Linked DNA regions of Pan troglodytes: region 2 is linked to region 1. Evidence: chromatin contacts called from public HiChIP or PLAC-seq data. All regions are on one chromosome and are shown on one strand. Each heading gives the region's core, a stretch centred on a gene start, on an enhancer-like site or on the middle of the called end of the contact. The rest is flanking DNA. Distances are from core to core; before and after follow the strand shown.

The links. HiChIP or PLAC-seq counts read pairs in DNA pulled down with a chosen protein or histone mark.
Region 2: an H3K4me3 HiChIP or PLAC-seq map of stem cell-derived excitatory neurons shows a contact between it and region 1, with 2.4 times the contacts expected there. The contact joins the promoter of VAMP1 here to the promoter of PLEKHG6 in region 1.

The regions. Positions count from the first base shown.
Region 1 is chr10:13,490,350-13,493,218 of NHGRI_mPanTro3-v2.0_pri, forward strand. PLEKHG6 (pleckstrin homology and RhoGEF domain containing G6) reads left to right here and starts at 1,561. Exons shown (of 16, transcript XM_009424663.5): 1 at 1,561-1,742.
Region 2 is chr10:13,652,813-13,655,710 of NHGRI_mPanTro3-v2.0_pri, forward strand. It overlaps VAMP1 (vesicle associated membrane protein 1), which reads right to left and starts at 1,294. Exons shown (of 9, transcript XR_010147949.1): 1 at 731-1,294.

The DNA of each region.
Region 1 (2,869 bases), core at 311-2,810:
AGAGGCCTTTTCCTCTGGCAACTCAAGGAGATTCTGCTTCTGAAAGTGTTTCCTGAACTTCAGGATGCTCTGAAGAAGTAAGGAGCCGTATCAATCACTGTTGAGTCCATTGGCAGGAAATAGACCACAGGCAGGGTGAGGGGCTGGGCTCTGAAGAAGTAAGGAGCCATATCAATCACTGTTGAGTTCATTGGCAGGAAACAGACCACAGGCAGGGTGAGGGGCTGGGAGCCTCAGACCTGCCACCCGCCAACTACAGGGTCTTGGGTTTCATGGTTGTGAGATTATAATGACCACACATCCACAGGACACTTCTATCTCAAATATCCAGTGCTTCTGTCAGACGAGGTGCCATGATTTGGAGAAGTGAAAAGGTGGGGAAACCGAAGCAGGAGGATCGCTTGAACCCAGGAGTTGGAGACCATCCTGGGCCACACAGCAAGATATTGTCTCTATTTTCTTTTTAAAAAATAAATTTTAAAAATAAAAAATAAAGAAAATAAAGTACGGTCCTTTCATGCAATGCCCAGCATGTGTCAGTCCTTCCACAGCATCTTTTTCTTTTTCTTTTTCTTTTCTTTTCTTTTCTTTTTTTTTTTTTTTTTTTTTTTGAGGTGGAGTTTCACTCTGTTGCCCAGGCTGGAGTGCAGTAGTGCTGTCTTGGCTCACTGCAACCTCCACCTCCCAGGTTCAAGCGATTCTCCTGCCTCAGCCTCCCAAGTAGCTGGGACTACAGGCGCCCGTCACCGTGCCCAGCTAATTTTTGTATTTTTAGTAGAGTCGGGGTTTCACCATATTGGCCAGGCTGGTCTCGATCTCCCGACCTTGTGATCCGCCCGCCTCGGCCTCCCAAAGTGTTGGGATTACAGGCGTGAGCCATCGCGCCTGGCCCCACAGCATCTATTTTAGCAGCCACCGCAAGGGCTGGGTGACCCTGGTGTAGCCGGGAGTGGGCTTATTTGCAGGTGAACTGGGAGGGTGCCCCCACCTGAGTCTTAGGTCATAGGAGAAGTGAGGGTCAGGCCTCAGATGCCTATCCCTGGAGCAAAGGCAAAGTCCAGGACAGCCTTCCACTATTACCTTCCACCAGGCAGGCCAGCCGGTCCTCTGAGAGATAAGGCTCACACTTTGGACTCCACAGCAGCGACGGGGCCCCCTGCCCCTCCAGCTGGCAGGCGGGCTCCCTGCCTGCTTAGGGGTCTAGGCCGAGGCAGGGGGAGGACGGGAGAGCCGGCCACTCGCCGCGACCAGCAGGAGAGAGGGGTGCCTGCCACAGGTTGTCACCCTCGCCGCCTCCCCCGGCGGCGCCCCGCCCCTCACTCAGCCCTCATGACTGCAGCGCCTCGCGGGGGTCTGGCCTGGAGTGGAGGGCGCGCGGTCCCAGCCCTCCCGCTCGGCCGGCGGGTGTTGAGTTCAGGTGCGACCGAAAAGGGGAAAGGAGGGCACCGCCACGTGAGCTGTCCTCTCCGGGGAAGGCGGTGGCTGCGTGAGGGCGGGGGCTGCTCGGTCCCCAGGGCCCCGCCCCTCTGCCCCGAGCGGTGCTGGCGGTAGGGAGGGGCCAGCCCGGTCCCCGCCCTCCTCGCCCGGACCCGCGCTGCCCGGCTCCCGCGGGCCGCTCGATCCCAGTCCCAGGCTGGGCATCGGGGCTGGCTGGCATCGCCGGGGAGCCGACGGCGACGGGGAGCCCCGCGGGCGGGGAGGGCGGCGCAGGGCAGCGGGTGCGGTGACACCTGTGGGCACAGGTGAGCGGCGGGGGGGCTACGCGGCCCGGGGGCGGGGCGGCCGGGACCCGGGGCCTGGAAGCCGGGGCGAAGGGGAAGGAAGGCCTGGCCTCCCGAAGGCGGGAGGAGGGGAGCCGGGGGCTGGGCTGAGAAAGGACCCTGGGTAGGGAGCAGTGCGAGGGAGACAGCGCCCTCAGAGGGAGGACTATTGGGAGGCGGCAGGAGGGACAGCGAACGTTTCCTCCTCTGCTCCTGAATCGGAGGAAGGTAAGGGAGGGCTGAGGCAGGACCTCAGGCCCACCTGGCCGGGCCACAAACACCTGCGCAGCCTTCTTGAGCCCACCGCCCCTTAGGAGGCCTCTCCTCTTCCAGGCCCTGCCCACTCGAGGGCGGGCCCTCCCTCCAGGTTTAGGGGGGAGGGATGGAGCCCCACGCCTGGCCCCCAGCTCCATGGTGGTATTCCCAGAGTCTGGGGAGGACCAAACATATAGCCTGAAACTGGAGAAACTCTATTTGGCTGGTCTCTAAGGGCAGTGGCCGGACAGCTGGCCCCGCTCACCTCCCTGTCTGTGGCCAGGAGGGTTCAGGTAGGAGATGGGCAAGCCTTTCAGTAAAGGCCAGACAGTAAAGATTAGAGACTTCGCGGCCTACACCGTCTGTCCCAACTAGCAAGAAGCAGTCACAGGTTATTAGGAGACCAGCAGAAGAGGATGGATTCCAACAAAACTGTGTTTATGGACACTGAATTTGAATATCATGTAATATTTACTTGTCCCAAAATATTGGTGGCTTTTTTGCAGGGGGGGCAGCAGTTGTTTCAACTATGTAAATATGTAAAGGCTTACAGGCTGTACAAAAACTGGTGGCAGACTGGGCTGTCTCCAGCCACCCCCACTCCCAGCCCACCCCACCCACCATAGCCTCCCTCCAGCTTTTCCCCAAGCTTTATATGGGGAAGGGGATGGGGTTACATCTAGGTGCAAGGAGAACCCTCCCACCTGGGTGTATCCAGAAAGCCCGAGACCTGTCTGTGACCCTTGTTCCCATTTGAGACCAGTGCAGGAGCTTGTACCCCAAATATGCACACATGTGAGAGAGGAGGTACATCTCCAAGGGGCTTCTTGCCCAGTATGTACCTGGACCTACCC
Region 2 (2,898 bases), core at 44-2,543, 160 kb after region 1:
GGAGACTAAACTGTGTGTGTTGGAGGAAAGGGGGAAAGCTCAGCTCTCCCTATTTCTCCTCCAACTATTTGGTAAGACTCGGTGATAGAAAAACATCTCCTATACGAATGGCCGTGGTATGAATAGCCGCTTGGGATGACAGGCCACTATCCCACTACCCCTTGAGTCTTTCTGAGCTGCTCACCTGGTGCCAGAGAACTGGCAGATAAGTTTCTGCAGCTTTGCTCACTGCCATGAGGGGGGCTAGACATCACACTTTGGGTGAGGGGTAAACAAGTCCAGAGATTGTAGGGCAACACAAGTTACCAACTGGCAGTTGCACCCATGACTGTCTTTCCTGAGGCGCTGAGTAGTGATTTAGCCAGATGACAGAAATACCTTTCGAGTCCCCTGCCCAGTTGTCTCCATCCACCACCCTCAGCCCCCGCCCTCTCCGAGTCTCCACTATACCAAAACCAGAATGAGGCGCCACTCAGACGAGAGGAGAGGGTGCAATGATTGTGGGACCCCTGCGCCCCTGCCCCGCCCGTGGGGTGCTAGCTGTGGCTGGTGCGAGAATGGGGTGCTGGCCCCCCTCCCTGGGGGTGGCCCGGTCCGGAGACGGCGCGCGGTGGTAGTTCCCCGCGTTGCTGCAGCTGCTGCATTGCGCCATTTTCCGTCCCGCAGAGTCGGGAGCTTGGGGCGAGAGTTGTCAAGGAGGTGCCGAGCCCCCACACCAGAGTCAACTCACATTTTTCTGACAGAGAGAGTGAGGGTCTGTTCCTCTCCGGAGGCTGCGGCGAGACACCCGGCGAGGGACGCTGCGGCTGAAGTGGACGGAACTGCCAAGCTCCGCCTCGCGCCGACCACCCCGCGGTCTAGCTGCGGTGGAACTTACTGCAGCTGCCGCGCCGGCCCCCGCCTTTATTAGTGCTGACCACGCCTCCCGGATAACGGTGACAACCCCGCGGCCCAATCCATGCCCAGGACGGTCGCCCAGCGCTACAGGCCTAGCCCGCCCCGCCCCTGCCAATTGCCAGTCACAACTCTCCTCTCATCCGACTCCGGAAAGGAGCGGTTGCTGTGAGGGTCCTTCAGTGATCAATGCGACCATAGTTTGCGCTCCAGTCTGGCGGAGGGACGGGGCGGGGTGGAGATGAGGTCTGTCCCTTCGGAGGGCGCTTCAGCAGTTTGTTAGGCATTTGTGGTGCCTCCCAACCAATCGCTGGGCAGTTACTGAAGACCGTGCCCGCCCCTGCCCCACCCCGCGCCGGGATTCGCGCATTCAGCTGGAGGCGGTGGCTTCCTGGTGCGCGCCCAGCCCTGGTGCCCTGCTCTGGCCCTCGCTCCGCACCACCGCCCCGCCTCTGACTAACGCTCTGAGAGGGTGCAGGAGCCTCGAGACACAGCCACAAACTCCCGGTGCCAGATACCGGATGCGGGGTTCCGTCCCAGCAAAGCAAGCACGAAGCTTTCGTTCATTCGTTTCTTTCAACATAGCCTTCCTAAATTGAACTCCCTCCCAAACCTGCTCCAGTCGAGGTTACCACATCGACTCAGTTGCCCAGACCAGAAACGTGGAAACCATCCTAGATTTCCTCCCCTTCACTTTTACCTCTCCCCCAGTAATCTGCCAAGTCGAGTTGATTTTTCCTTCTTGGCATTCCAGTGATTATCTCCCCTCTGCTCACTATTATCCCTTTCCTGGACTCCATCAGTTGGAAAATTCACCATTATTTTATGTCCCGCTAAGAAAAAAGGTTACAAGGCCGGGCGCAGTGGCTCACACCTGTAATCCCAGCACTTTGGGAGGCCGAGTCAGGCAGATTACCTGAGATCAGGAATTCGAGACCAGCCTGGCCAACATGGCGAAACCTCTGTCTCTACTAAAAATACAAAACAGCCAGGCGTGGTGGCGGGCGCCTGTAATCCCAGCTACTCGTGAGGCTGAGATAAGAGAATCGCTTGAACCCGGGAGCCGGCGGTTGCAGTGAGCCGAGATCACGCCACTGCACTCCAGCCTGGGCAACAGAGCAAGACCCTGTTTCAAAAAAAAAAGAAAAAAGGTTGCAAATTATCTGTGACAAATGCTTTCCTTACCACTTAGCATTTTTGTTTTACATGTATTGAAAATATGGGTTTATATACATACCGATTTCTATATTTCACTCTTGTGCATGCATAAAAAGGGAAATAGAAAACAATAACATGGTAACTATCCCTAAAACTTCACAGAGACTGATTGTTAATGATTCATTTTTTTGACTCAGTCTTGGATGTCCACGAATTTCCACGCAATGTAGTCCTCTGTGCATTTCATAAGGGCTTTGGTGATGCAGCATTTCCTAAGAGTGTTCCTCTCCAGGCTCTAGAGTTTTCTTCCAAGCCTCAGACACCCATTTGGCAAGCTTTGATGCTCATGAGCAGGTATGACAAATATAGTTTGACTGCTGTCTGACTAATAGCTAAAGTGAAACATCCCAATTAGAAGATATTGAAATGCAAAAAAACAAACAAGCACACACAAAAAAACCCAAGTGCCTCCTAAGATCAATGATACATCATTCTGCTTCCAGTCTTGCCATCCTTTACATCTATTCTCTAAAAAGTCCACCAAAGTTATCTATCCAAATGCCACAAGTCTTCTTAAGGAAACAATTGCACTTGGAAACATAATGCATTCATCATATGTGTTTATCCCATTCTCCTCCTGAAACCACATCAAAATGGCAAGTTAGGGGGAAAAATGACAATTTGGGAAAATTTGCAAAAAATTATAAGCCCCCAAAGACAAAAAGAATGGGGCCGGGCGTGGTGGCTCACTCCCATAGTCCCAGCTACTTGGGGGGCTGAGGCGGAAGGACAGCTTGAGCCCAGATGTTCCGGTTGCAGTGAGCCGAGATCACGCCACTGCCCTCC